Regions from separate parts of the Mus musculus genome. Here region 1 is linked to region 2. A link is a contact called in public ChIA-PET data. All regions are on one chromosome and are shown on one strand. Each heading gives the region's core, a stretch centred on a gene start, on an enhancer-like site or on the middle of the called end of the contact. The rest is flanking DNA. Distances are from core to core; before and after follow the strand shown. Region 1 holds the start of Wdr37 (WD repeat domain 37). Region 2 has its middle 85 kb from the start of Wdr37.

Region 1 (7,231 bases), core at 4,179-6,678, 87 kb after region 2:
AGGCATGCAACATGCTGGGTTTGGTAAACTAATGACAATATTTAGTCTCTCTCTAGAAGAGTAAAGGTGTCAACCAACCTTTGCTTCCATAAGAATCCTGGATTTAGGATTTTCACCTCCAATTTCTCCTTCTGAAGGTTTGGAAACAACTGACAGAACAGTAGGCAGGAAAGAAAATGCAGTTTCCAACATGGAGTCAGACATCCAATTAAAGTTCTTATTTATTCTTCAGGAAAACTGGCTGACTCTGTTTCTGTAACTGCTATGCAGTAGCTTTAGATCCATAGTCAGAATGTGCAAGACCCCGCTCATTATCTGAAAGCCTACTCTTCATCTATTCCAATTAAAGGAGACATCAAAGTCCTCTCATCTTAGCATTCTGTGTGCAGCTCTTCTGTACAGTATGGACAGTGTATTTCAATTACTGCCTCATATTTTCTGTAACTAGGATATGTTGTCAGCTGTCACCTCAAGCATCACAAGCATCTAGTTGTTTTGAACAAATGAGTCACAGTTGGAACCCAGTAACTTGTCAGGTGCTTTTTATCCATATGAAATTTACTAGCATCTTTTCTTCTAACAGCCCCTGATGTTAAGGTTAGCCTGAAAAGCAGACTATACCTAGCAAAGCTAGCCCCCAGGTTAAACAAAATGGTAATGTGGAAGCAAAACCAGCACTGGACCTCCAGACATGTCTGGTAGGTCCACAACTTCTGTCTCTGTACCTGTAGCTCCTACACTAGGAACACCAGCTCCTCCCGGTAGCTGTAATCTGTCATCAGTCTTTCTCTGTGACATTATCTTCATCTTTACTTCTGCCTCTATATTTACAACCTCCAACCTCTATCTTTCCCCCCAGAAATCTGTACTGGTCCTATGCTTGCTGACTTAACTGAACTAAAAATACAGAGGACATTAATGAGACACACATTTGATTGTATCTGTGAGAGAAAATTAGAGAGTGGAGAAGAAGACACACATCTTAGCTCTGTTCACTGCCACCTCTCTTGGGCTGGGGTCCGGGACTCAATGAGAGGGAAGAAGAAAGCTAGCAGAGCACCAATTCTGTGCTTCCTCACTGGCGCCATGGACTGGAACACTCCCAACAACAGGTCTCTATGGGCTGCATTCCTCTCAACTGTGAACCAAAACAAACCTCCCTTGCTTAAGTTGTTTTGAGTCAGAAAGTTGGCCCCGGCCTCCCTCGGTAATAAGAAAAGTAACTACTCCAGTTCCTAGTATCATTTCCTTCCATTCACACTACATCAAAAAAATGGAAGTACGTGACGGCTTCTGTGCTGGTTTAAATAGGCTTGGTTGAGGGAGTGGCACTATTAGGAAGTGTGGCCTGTTGGAGTGGACGTGTCCTTGCTAGAGGAAGTGTGTCACTGTGCAGGTGGGCTTTGAAGCCCTCCTCCTAGATGCCTAGAGACAGTCTTCTCCTGTTTGACTTCAGAACAAAAATGTAGAAGTCTCAGCTCATTCTTTAGTGCCATGGATGCTGCCATGCTTCCCACCTTGATGAAAATGGACTGAATCTCTGAACCTGTAAGACAGCCCCAATTAAATGTGGTCCTTTATTAGAGTTGCCTTGGTCATGGTGCCTCTTCACAGCAATGGAAACCCTCACTAAGACAGCTGCCAAACCAGGTACTAACATGAACTAACCATGTATTAACAAAAAGTAATTAGAGAGAAAGTGGCAGGAGGATCAAAACTCAAATCCAGCCTTGCTTGAAAAGGGAGTTCAAGGCCATCCTAGGTTACCTGAAACCCTGTCTCAAAAAAATAAAAGGATGACTCAGAGGCTAAGAACCTATGCTGCTCTACCAGAGGAAACAAGTTCACTGCAGGAACGGTCAGGCAACTCACCACCACGTGCAACTCTAGAGTAATCTTGACCTTCCTACTGTTACATCCCTTTAATACAGTTCTTCATGTTGTCGTGACCCCTAGCCATAAAATTACGTTCACTGCTACCTCATAACTGTAAGTTTGCTACTGTTATGAATCATAATGTAATTATCTTTGTTTTCCAATAGTCTTAGGCAACCCCTGTGAAGGTCACAACCCACAAATTAAGAATCTCTGCTCTAAAGAATCTGATTTCCTCTCTGGCTTCTGTGGCCACTGCACTCACATGGCCCTCATGCGGATACAATTAATTAAATATTTGAATTACTAAAAAAATTCAGAGGTTTGGGGTTTGTGATCCTAGCAAGAAGGTACACAAGACAGTAGTCACTTGTACAAGAAATACTCAAGCGGTATACACAGAGCACAAGCTAGCCAAGTGAAAACAGAAAGAATGGAAAGCAAAGGGGAGAAAGTCAATTGTGGGTCGACCTGAGGTTGAAAAACTACCACAGACTGTCGCTTATGAGACTGAAATTGATCCACAAATACAGAGGCACTGATCCTCACACAAAACCACTGTGAGGGAGAATTTTCAACTTCAATTTGTAGTCTGATGGTATTTTACAAACTAGACAGTATTAAAAAGGTAACTGAAGCCGGGCGTGGTGGCATGCCTTTAATCCTAGCACTAGGGAGGCAGAGGCAGGCGGATTTCTGTGTTCGAGGCTAGCCTGGTCTACAGAGTGAGCTCTAGGACAGCCAGGGCTACACAGAGAAACCCTGTCTCGAAAAACAAAACAAAACAAAACAAAAAAAAGCAAAACAAAAGGTAGCTCAAAAGAGAAAGAAAACTCTTTCACTCTGAAAATAAAATAGGTCTACCTGGGCATAATGGTGCATGCCTTTAATCCGAGCACTGGGGGGGGGGAGGGGGGGTGTAGAAGCAGGCAGATCTCTGAGTTCAAGGCCAGTCTAATCTGGTCTAAATAGAGAATCCCAAGACAGGACAGCCAAGGCTTCACAGAGAGGAACTGTCTCATAAAAAAAGAGAAAATACATCTGGGGTGGGATGTAGCTCAATGGGAAGGAGGCTGATTGCTAGGCATAGCTGAGACCTTGGGTTTCATCACCAGCATCACACCAAACAAATTATTTTATAAAGTTACTTTTACTATGCACTAATTCACCTATATATGTTTTTAAAAAGAAAGAATCTAAAGCTCCAAAAGGTAATTACTTTCTTTCAAACACTCACATCAATTCACCCAGTTCAGTAAGACAGATCAGTACATTAAATGTAAAGCTGCAATATAGTTTCTCCTGCACTCCTAACTGGTTGGCCTGCCAAACTCATCTGTCCTTATTCCATGCTGTCATGGGCATATCCTCTTCTCTGCTGTTTATAAACAAGGCAGAACAATACATGTCCAGCTTTAGTGCAACATATTTAACAAATGAATAAAATCTCTACACACACTGTTAATATACCAAATTCACTACCTTGGTAAATGGTATAACATTAAACCGCACCAATGAACACTTAGCTCTCTCTCTTTTCAAGGCTCTTTTTAGTATGTATGTTCCACAGTAAGGTGTTACTACCTACAGTATCAGATTTTTATTAAGTACATACAACCAAACAGGAAGCCTGCTGAAGTAGTTTTATAAGCAATACAACAAACAATGTATGCTTTTATTTGAGATAATATAAAACATTACTCTCTATTTCATACTTTGGAGGAAGAATTTTAATTTTCTTTCAACAAGAAAAAACTGATTTATTTCAAAATAAATACCCGGTTTATCCCAAAAATGTTAGTTATACATTAAAAAGATGGTTATATAATTTGCAGATGGTAGTATAAACTATAAAATGTCACTGAACCTCCAAAAGTTCAATAAAGGTATTAATAATATTAATATTTTAAGTGTTGATTGTAATAGTACTTTTAAAATTAACTTCTAGAGGGCTGAATCAATGCAATATCTAACCAGTAACAGAAAAGAGAATGGTCTCTACACGCAACCTTGGAAATCTGTCACCAGAATTAAGTTACTTAAAATGTTCTGTCACTGATGAGATGAAGGCAAATGATGCACACTTATCGAGTCTAAGGATGGCACTGAGCTGACAGGCATCAGTAATTAAATAAGCTACCACCAAGAATTTTTTTCTCAATAACCAAAAAAGAAATTCAAATCTAGAAAGCATATCTTTCTTTGAATAAATCAGGACAGGACAACTAACAAAACTCTTAGTATCACTGCTGGGGGAAATACCCAACCCCAAGGATTTTACCTCAAATCAAGGGCAAAGTAAGATAACAGACCAACGTACCTATACTAAAGGAAGTAACATCTCAGAGTAAGAAAACCAAAGGAAGCATACTTAGGTCCTGTGTCCAGAAATTTATGCAAGAAGGCTTGATATACACTGCAAAAACGTAGCTGTCATAAACATCAAGGTCACACTGTTATTTCATGTGGCCACTGGCCACTGCTCTGCGTCTCCTATGGGCAACACTAATAGAAGGCCTCTACTTACTTTGGTCAGGTTATATTTATATATACTATGCTCAAGTATGTGGCTTAGGTGTCAAAGAGAATTTACAAACACTTGAAAATGTGATCGGCAAAGTAACCAAAACAGCAAGGAAGGTAGCATAATAGAAGATTTCTTAGAAAAGGGAGAAGTATCCTGGAGGCTTATTATCACCAGGTGTACTGCTTAGAGGTAAAAAGGTTTCAGTACCGCTTTGATGGCATACTTTGTAGGCCACAATAAGCAATGTAAAGAAAACCCATCTGAACTTCAAAGAAACTGCCTAGCAATCTACATCCGGGCAAGAGAGTGAGTGGTGTAGAGCTAACGGTCCTCGTCTTCAAGCACAAGAAACATCGAAGAGTTCAAGTTAGATGATAAAACCTCTAAGAACCTGATCAATCGTTCGGTTATGTCTGCTCGCGAAGTGAAATGGCATATTTATGCAACTTTTTGGTAAAACTGGCCCATTATGATGCCTTAAAACTTAGGAAATAGAAGTGTACGGGGAAGAAAAGGAAGTCTTCAGAAAGAGAAACAAAGGCGTGGCGGGGTTTTACCACTTCAGCATCTGCTTACCCCATCTCCGCCCCCCACCCTTCCTCCTTCCCAGAGGCCATACCCCGTCTTTGCGGGATCGAAGGCCACCATCTTCGAAAACTCTGGGCTTCCCACGGGACACAGACAGCCAGGTAGACGCCACTTGAGTACACAGGGAGCCAGAGAGAGTGCGCAGGATTAGGACTGTATCCTTCATCCACCTCGAAGCCTCGTCCCCACCGCCACCCGGACACCTGACATCCCCCGAGCGCCCGAGAAGGATGCCAAGCCAGACAGCTGAGAAGATGGCGTCACCTGTCACAGCAGCAGCACTCGCGTCCGCCTGGAACCAGCCTACGTCGCACTCAATTCGTAGATCCCCCCGCGACGAGGCTCCCGAGGCAGACCCAGAGCAGGAAAAAAAACCGGCCGATTCCCGCACTGACACAACCCGGCGACCCGAACTGGCGCGCCCGTACTTCCGGTAACTGCGGAAGTCCCGCCCTCAGAGATGGTCCTTAAAAAAAAAAAAACAGACCGGAAGCTCCGCCCCATGCCCAACGGCTGCGGAAGTTCTTTCCTGGTCTCCTTCGCTCAGTCCCACAGGCTTGTTCCGCGGGATAGTCTCCTGTTTTGGCTTTCGGCTTTGACGCCGGGTCCTGGAGACCTAAACTATGGCCTAGCAGCGCGCTGAGCCAAGACCCAGCGAGTGACTGCAGAACGAGTATGGCGTCCCCTGGTGGCGCAAGTAGGCTCAGCGCTTTCCCTGTTAGGAGCTTTCCCAAGGTGCTTACAGGCACTGCTAGACCCCAAATTCTGCACCACACACTAACGGTACACGCGATCCTTGCACGAATTGCTCCCCGAGACCCTGTAGCGTCGGTAACAGGGAGAAGCACACACAGCCTCCCGGACCGTGGGTACTTACCACTGCAGGGATTCCGGTGAGGGGTCCACGGTCAGGCAGGTTTTAAGTCCATCTGTCCTAAACACTCGCACAGCCCAAAAACTGGTAAGAAAAATAATCTATTAAAATGCAAAGTCGAGTGTACTATTTAACGTAATCGCTTTCAGAATCTCTCAAATCCAACTGCTTTACAGGCTGATCTGCTAGGAATGGCTCCTCAGGCAGGGCTCAGTGGGAGTCTTGCTAGCTGGCTGCAGGAGAGCCTGGTAGAGATAGAACTATTAATATTTCAGCTTATCTGCAGAAGATGACTCACCCAGTTTCCTTCTGAAATATCTGATCACCATTGGCTAAGAGGGGAAAATAGAATCAGCTGTTCACTGCAAAAGGTGGGACTTGAGCCGCTTTTCCCCGTTAATCAGGGTTGGGAAGACCTACATAGCAGAATGGAGCTGTTACATAAACAGCCTTGTCTCTGCGAGCAACTTGAACTAGATGTTTAAAACTCACCTACAGTAAAAGCATGATAGTATTTTCCTTCTATATGGGTCAACATTCTTCCTATAAGATAAAACTGAAGGTTCAGATTCAAGAAGCAGTAATGCAAGATGTTTGCTGGAGAAGAAATAAATTTATCGTATTTGGAGACTCGAATAACCAAAACATTCTGTACAAGAAATTGTGGGTTACTTGTGTATCAAGTATAATATTCAGGGGGCTGGAGAGATAGCTCAATGGTTAAGAGCTCTGACTGCTCTTAAACTGAGTTCAAACCCCAGCAACCACATGGTGGTTCACAACCATCTGTACAGCTAGAGTGTACTTGTATACATAAAATAAATAAATAAATCTTTTTTTAAAAAAAATATAGTATACAAAGCTTATCACTAGTAACAGTCTATAAATATGAACTGAGAAAAAAAAGATTTGGCTTCTCAGAGAAATCACTGTCAAATTTGGAGGCTGTGATATTTATTTAAGAAAATTTTAACTAGTAACAAAGAATGCATAAGACATTCTGCTGTTAATGATAGCCAGCAGAAAGTACTGTAAAGCATAGTTCCATATCCAAGTAGCATTCCACTAAGTTTGCAACAAAGCAGCCACATTTGGGTGCCACTTAAGATACTTTTAATGGAAGTACATTTTATCTTTGGTATATTTAGAGTTCCACCAAAAAAAAAAAAAAAACAAAGCGTGGTGGTTTTAATAAAATGGCCCCCATAGGCCTAGAGGGAGTGGCATTATTAGGAGATGTTGCCTTGCTGGAGTAGGTGGGATGTTGCTGGAGGAAGTGTGTGCCTGAGAGCAGTCTTTAAGGTCTCAGAAGGTCAAGTCTGGCAAGTGAGTCTCAGTCTCCTACTGCTTTCAGATCAAGAAGTAGA
Region 2 (7,467 bases), core at 500-2,999:
GGATCCCCAGTCTGCACGTGATAAAATGAGGGAGCTGACACCCAGAGGCTGTCATCTGACCTTCGCATGCACAGCACACAGCATGTACATGCACACGCTCTAAATAAAAATAATAATAATAAAAGCTTAATAATTCAAATCAAAATGGCAGTCGCAGAACTGTACATCAGGTGAGGACTTCCATTTACCCAGGAAGCCAGATCCGATTATAAACATAACTAAACATGAATAGCTGACAACACATGCATTCAGCGACTGTGTTTCCAGCCCAAAGAGTGTCTGAACATGCACACAAATAGACATATAATGTGTTGTTCATAACAGAAAGTCTGCAAATGTGTGCCCAGGACAAGGAAGACTCAATGGAGCGTTCATAAGAATGTTTGTGTTAAGAGCAGCTGGAGACAGAATTGTCTCCATCATGACCCCAGAGCAGCAGGACTTCCTTAGTGTTCCTGCCCCTCCACTGGGGGCCATGGGCTTAGGGATGCTGGTCCCTGCATTGGCACAGAATGCCTCCAGTCTGACATACAAAATCACCACGTACCACTCCACAGCTGACTCCACACTGAGTCATTTTTCAAAATAAAGCAAAGTGTCAGGCAGGTTTCCGAAATTCCCTCACAGGCCTGGCAAGCAATGACCCCAGGGACTCCTGAAGGTGTGGGGAGGAGGCCAGAGCAGGGGATGTGGACAAGCAGAGCCAGGACATTCTGAAGGTTGAAATTAATCACCAGATGGCCTCGGAAGCTCATTTTCCACACGCCACCAACAGGAGTCAAATTTCTCATGCAATCTCAGGAAGCAAAAACAAATGAGCACTGGAGTAGCTTGAGGTTCCCTGGAACAGTATTAAGCACCTCTGATACCTAAGGTCCTGTGCTTGTGGCTGGGAGGTAGAGACAGATGAGCAAGGCTACCTGTGGGTAGCACGGTGTTCTGCTGCAGAAAACAGCTCTGTGGGTTTTACAGACATGGAAGTCCTGAGAAAGAGTGACATCCATCTGCTGATTCTTGTGGTAGGTAATGCTCCTTCATCCATGATCCAGGTAAAGAGACCTTCACAGCCCTGTCACTAGAACACCAGAGAATTCTGCATCCCAGAGGGCTAGGGGGCTGAACTTGGCCAAACAGATAAAAAAAAAAAAAGGTCACCAGTGTGTTACAAGACCCTAAATTTTCTAGAAAAATCTGGAACAAAAGAGAATCACCATGATCATGGATGCCGGGAGTGCTGACTCAAGATGGGAATCCCAGGTTTGGGGAGACAGAGACAGGAGGATGCCTGAGTCTTACTGACCACCCTGCTCTAGCTCTGTGGATGAGGTCCAGGCCAATAAGAGAGATCCTATCTCAAAGGAGGTGGACGTTTACCTCCCGTAACTCCAGCTCCAGAGGATCCAATGCCTTCTTCCAGCCGTCAAGGACACCTGCACTCACACATACATACTGAAACACAGATGTACACACATACACAGGAATAAAAGTAGAATAATAAAAGACCCTATTGGGCAGTGGATATAGTGCTCCTTTAGTGGATGCATCTTGATGGTGAGGGAAAGCAAGGGGAGAGTGAGCAGATAGCCTTGGCCACTAGGAACCAGGGAAGAACAACAAACTCAAAGTTTCTCTCCTTAGGCTTCCCTGTGAGGCTGGTGGTTGCTTTTATCTCAGGTGGAGAGAGCAGTGTGGCAACACCCTCCCATCTTGTGTTTGTGTGATCCTATTTCCTTCTGTGGGTTAAAGCTCTTCTGTGGGTTATTTTTCTCACGGTTCCAACAAAAGCAACTTACAGAGGCAAGCGTTCGTGTACCCCACAGTCTGAGGGCACAGCCCATCATCATAAGGAAGATGTGAAGTCAGGTGCATGACGAAGCTGGTCGGTCACATTGCATCTGCAGTCAGAACCCCAGCCCGTGGGATAGCACTGCCCTCATTCAGCACGGGTTTCCCTCCTCCGTTAACTCTTTCTGACAACACCTTCACAGACACCCCCAGGGCTGTGTCTCCTAGCAGATTCTGGATTTAGTTGAGCGGATAGTGACACTAACCATCACAGACTCCAGAGCCTTTAGCTCCTCTGCACACTCCTTTCTGGCCTACCAACTGCGCTTAGATGAACATATGTGCTTAGATGCATAGGTGACTATCTATGGCCATCAGTTCTGTCTCACATGGATCCTAAATTTACACAGAAACAGACGACACAACGCAGAGGGCCTGTCCTGACATGGAAGCTCCCTTCTCAGAGTATAGCTGTAGCTAGATCTTAAAATGAAGTCTTCTCTTCTGGGGGAGAAGGCTAATTGACAGAGCATCACTGTGTAGCTCTGGCTTTCCTGGAACTTTCTCCCTCCTCCACCTCCTCAGGCCTTGCATTGCAGACGTGTGCCAGGCAGCCTGACTGAAGGCGTGTTTAAAGCCCTATTTCCAGTGTTTGCTGGCTACTGCGGAGGTAGCCACAGAAGACCTGAAGGTGGGGGGTTTGCACTCTGAAGCTCCACCTCCATCCTGTCTGTCTTCGTCCATTAAGGCCCACCTCGGCAGCCGTGTGAAGATGCAGCCGCTGTGCACCAAGTTCCCTGTGGGATGTGTTCCCACTACTCACCCTTAAGAGATAAGAAGAGAGGGAAATCAGCAAGATGACGCTCAGGATCTCTGCATACGGCTTAGGAGTTGCTCACTTAGCTGTCTGTTTTGACAGATAACAGAAGGGTTTTGAGGTTTTTTGTTGTTTTTTTTTTTTTTTCCTCCAGAAGGCATCCCATATGTAGGCTCAGAAAATGGCACTCTCCCCCTTGCAGTAAGAGAGTGCATATGCACACATGCATAAGCTAACACACCCGCTTTGTCAAACTTCTCCGAGGCAGCTTTGGAGAGAACATCGTTTCTCCATTACCCTTCTTAGGACAGATATCTGTTACCCATCACATCCTAAAAACAATCATCTGTTTATTAAGGGAAGCCATCACATGTGGTGGCAAGAGCGCTTGCCGGGCTCAGAAATGAAAACCACGCCATGGTTTTTGATGAATTTGTTCTGTGCTTCTAAACACGATGTGAAAAAAGTTAATGAGTGAGGTCCAGGTAAGCCTGAGGGGCTTCTCTAAATCAGTGCATCGAAAGTCCTAGCACATTCCCAACAGCTTTAAGAGCGCTTGTTGATGGGCATATTTCAAAGCAAACAACGCCGCTGCTCTGACAAGCCAATTATATTACCTTACAGTGCCTACAGGCACATAAATTATACACTAACATATTGTAACCTACTTCTAAGAAAGCGGTGGTTCTCCGGCAGACCTGGCAGCATGTCTGCCCTCTGGTGGGCTCTCAGGGAAATAGTCTGTCCCAACTGCACCATGCCCAGGGAGTTAACAGAAAGCCAAAAGTGTGAGTTCAGAGCCTCAGGGCAGTGATCCGCATGCAGAGATGATCTCAAGGGAAGCGGACCTCAGAGTCCGTAGATGTGTGAGTTTAGGCACCTTTTAAAAAACGTTTTAATTGTTTTACTTTATGATTATAACTGCTTTTCTAACATGTATGTATGTGTACTACACGTGTGCCTGGCATCCTCAGAAGTCAGAAAAGGGTGTTAGGTCCTCTGGAACTGGAGTTATGGATGTTCATGAGCCATTGTGTGGGTTCTAGGGACCGAACTCAGGTCCTCTGAAAGAGCAACAATTGCTCTGAATTGTACAGCCAACCCTCCAGCCCCGAACAACCAGAATCCTAAGCTTTTGTTCTAGCTGATGTTAGCCAGAAGCCAGGAAGAGATGGTGAATTCTCTCAGCCTTCCATAGCCCTCATTGTGGGCTCTGCCTGACAATCTGCCAAAAGTGGTAGACAATTTCAAATCTTCTGAAGTGGCCCAAACAAATCTATTGAGAGCTTTCCTCTTTCTATACCAAGTTGGTACTCTCAACAGTTATCAGAAAAGCCCTGCAAAGAACCCAGGACTTGAGCCATGAAACATTAGAAACACTGGTAGTTTTTTGAGACAGGGTTTCTCTGTATATCCCTGGCTGTCTTGGAACTCACTTTGTAGACCAAGCTGGCCTCGAACTCAGAAATCTGCCTGCCTCTGCCTCCCAAGTGCTGGGATTAAAGGCGGGCGCCACCACGTCCAGCCTTGTCAAGTTCTAAGCTAGCGAGAGTCCTTGTCTCAAAACTAAGGTGGATGGCATCTGAGAAATGACACACAGCATTGACCTCTGACCTCCACACATGAGGTATACACACTCACACACACATACGTACATACACACATATACACATGCATACATATACACACACACATACACACATACATACATGCATACATACATACACATACATACACACATGCATGCATGCATGCATGCACACACATACACACATGCATACATACACACACATTCACATACAAGTATGCATGCATACATGCACACATACATACCTACATGCATACATACATACACACACATACACACATACATTCCTACATGCATACATACAAGCACACACATTCACATGTGCATGAGATTATAAGAACAAAGTATAATCTAACTCCAGTTTTCACTGGAAATCTTCAACTATGGACCACAGCTACATGTGTGTATGCATATTCACAAATCAAAGTAATTTCCCATTTCCCAAAAAAGTAGGAAGAGAGCAAATAATCCAAAAGGCTGTGCCTTCTGTGGGCATTTCCAGCTGAATTTGACCTACATTTTATGGAGATTCACCTTGAATGCCAGGAAGACTTCCGATAAAGCCTAAGGTTCTATTCTCTCCCATTTGGTCTCTTCTTTGCCAGGTAATAGACATTACTTTGGTGCAAGAATGAAGCCACTTATTGCTTTACCTATGGCAATATTATACTAGTTAATCACATGATTTTAGAAAATCTATCTGGTTACTGGGATTCATGCTGTAATACTAAATAGTATTAGGCCCCCATAACTGTTCGAGGTGAAGTTGGCTCAGCACTATACTCTACCTTCCCAAGTAGCAAATGGAGTCCCTTCATGCCACTTCCCATCAGCATAAAGCTATGTGTTCTGAGTTCGGAGAAATTAGATTCGGGCGATGGAAACTTTTGATTCAATGTTGCCAGAGCCAACAGTCTGAAACTTCTAAATAAGGTGAACATTCAGTTGCTCACAGGGACAGATTCAGCTTTCCAATGAAGAAACTTGGAGGGTTTAAATCTCTATACGTGTACGTAGAACACATGAACAAAATGCCGACCCTGTGAATATGGTGTGGCCACAATAAGCTGTGATTTAGAAAGTGAGTTTGTTGCAGTGGGAAAAAAATGATTCTCTTCCTCACGGGACCTGAAGTTTTTGAAAGAGAGAAACCCTGCTATGTGGCTCACATGGTGCAGCATGGAGCAGCATTCAGCAGCATGCTTGGCTACCCAGCAGCTGAATCCCCTTTGCAGATTGGGAAATTCTCCCCTTTCTGTGTAAATGGATGAATGTGTTGAGGCCATGCCCTGGCTGGTGGGATTGTTCTACTAACAGTTATGAGCATTGCAATGCTTTCGATTTTTAAAAATATTTGTTCAGTTATTTATCGTGTACTATGTGTGTGGGCTTACACCTGACACTGCACAGGGGCTATAGCACGGCTACTGCTCAGCTCTGTGGTGTAGGAAAACAGTAAGATAGGAAAAATGTTTGGCAAGGAACGGAATGTGAGTCTTAAAATGCAAAAAGGCAAACATGGAGAAAGCAGTCGTCATTGTCAAAGTGATTAATGCCGTTAGAGAGAAATCTATGGAACGCTCTCTATAGGAAAGGCATCCTTACGATAAGACGCCAACATAAGAAAATCCTATTTCATCTGAATGAAGAGACCCCAAACTTAGAATGTCAACAAAGCTCTGTGCTTAAAAATAACCACCTAGGAAGCCAGGCGTGGTGGTGCTCACCTTTAATCCCAGCACTCTGGAGGCAGAGGCAGGCGGGCCAGCCTGGTCTAGAAGGCGGGTTCCAGGACAGCCAGGGCTGTTACAGGGAGAAATCTTGTCTCAAACAAACACCACCTAGGGACGTCTTCCCCTAAGCTCAGCCAGCAATACACACCAAGTCCATACAACTGTGGAAAACACACACCCTCTGCATCATAACCTGACCAGGTCATCCATGGTGCTGCTTTCATAGGCACACAAAATCCAGCTGTCCAGGGGTCATGAAGGCTGCGCCACGGTGTGAGGAAGCCGCCGGCCAGCGGTCTACGGTGGGGTTGGAGGCTTTGCAGCCGGGACAACAGAGATCAGTGCATGAAGCTGCGGCAGCGAAACACGGGTTGCATTTAAGACCCCAGGCTTATGGACAGTGTGTTCAGAGAGGTTCTGTGAGAAGATGTACTTTAAAGGTTGGTGGCAACATGCCAGGACTCCAGATTAAATTTCAAAACGTTTAAAAAGAGAAAATGAGTTGTGCACAAGTTGCCTTGGTCAGGAGTTTTGCTACAGCAATGAGAAAAGTGACTAATAAAAGAGCACTAAGGTCCCCCTTCAGTCAATGTGGCTGTATGCCACACAGGGTACACCCTCTCCTTCTACTTATCATAAACAAAACAGAATACATCCTCTAAAAGTATAGGGTGTATCTTACTTTAGAAAATCAGTTCAATTTATGATTCAGAAAACACTACCTATTGAACTGTGATGGTTTGTATGTGCTTGGTCCAAGGAATGGCACTATTTGGAGGTGTGGCCTTGTTGGAGGAAGTGTGTCGCTATGGGTGTGGGCTTTAAGAACCTCCTCCTAACCATGTGGGAGTCGGGCTTCTCCTAGCAGCCTTCAGATGAAGATGTAGAACTCACAGCTCCTCCTGCACCATGTCTGCCTAGATGCTGCCATGCTCCCACCTTGATGATAATGTACTGAACCTCTGAACCTGTAAGCCAGCCCCAATTAAATGTTGTCCTTATAAGATTTGCCTTGGATAGGTAAAGATCCTTTCCCAATCTGTTGGTGGCCTTTTTGTCTTATTGACGGTGTCTTTTGCCTTACAGAAGCTTTGCAATTTTATGAGGTCCCATTCTCGATCTTACAGCACAAGCCATTGCTGTTCTATTCAGGAATTTTTCCCCTGTGCCCATATCTTCAAGGCTTTTCCCCACTTTCTCCTCTATAAGTTTCACTGTCTCTGGTTTTCTGTGGAGTTCCTTGATTCACTTAGATTTGACCTTAGTACAAGGAGATAGGAATGGATCAATTCACATTCTTCTACATGATAACCGCCAGTTGTGCCAGCACCATTTGTTGAAAATGCTGTCTTTTTTTCCACTGGATGGTTTTAGCTCCCTTGTCAAAGATCAAGTGACCATAGGTGTGTGGGTTCATCTCTGGGTCTTCAATTCTATTCCATTGGTCTACTTGTCTGTCGCTATACCAGTACCATGCAGTTTTTAATCACAATTTCTCTGTAGTACAGCTTTAGGTCAGGCATGGTGATTCCACGAGAGGTTCT

What was found. ChIA-PET counts read pairs in DNA pulled down with a chosen protein or histone mark.
Region 1: a contact with region 2 is called in an RNA polymerase II ChIA-PET map of memory CD8 T cells, with 49 read pairs. The contact joins the promoter of Wdr37 here to the enhancer-like site in region 2. A contact is called at or near these places in 1 of 484 Hi-C or Micro-C datasets (CD8 T cells), 3 of 115 datasets of contacts at active chromatin or transcription factors (the SCID.adh cell line, embryonic stem cells and memory CD8 T cells) and 3 of 9 other capture datasets (adipose tissue, embryonic tail and liver).

The regions. Positions count from the first base shown.
Region 1 is chr13:8,865,616-8,872,846 of GRCm38.p6, forward strand. Wdr37 (WD repeat domain 37) reads right to left here and starts at 5,429. Exons shown (of 14, transcript NM_172445.3): 1 at 5,255-5,429.
Region 2 is chr13:8,782,107-8,789,573 of GRCm38.p6, forward strand. No RefSeq gene overlaps it. Among named protein-coding and RNA genes, the nearest start is that of Wdr37, 85 kb to the right of the region's middle. Within about 2 kb of position 1,750, at least 19 of the 459 cell types and tissues checked have an H3K27ac peak or open chromatin away from gene starts, as enhancers often do. A contact at or near this core is called in CD8 T cells and memory CD8 T cells, where this site is marked.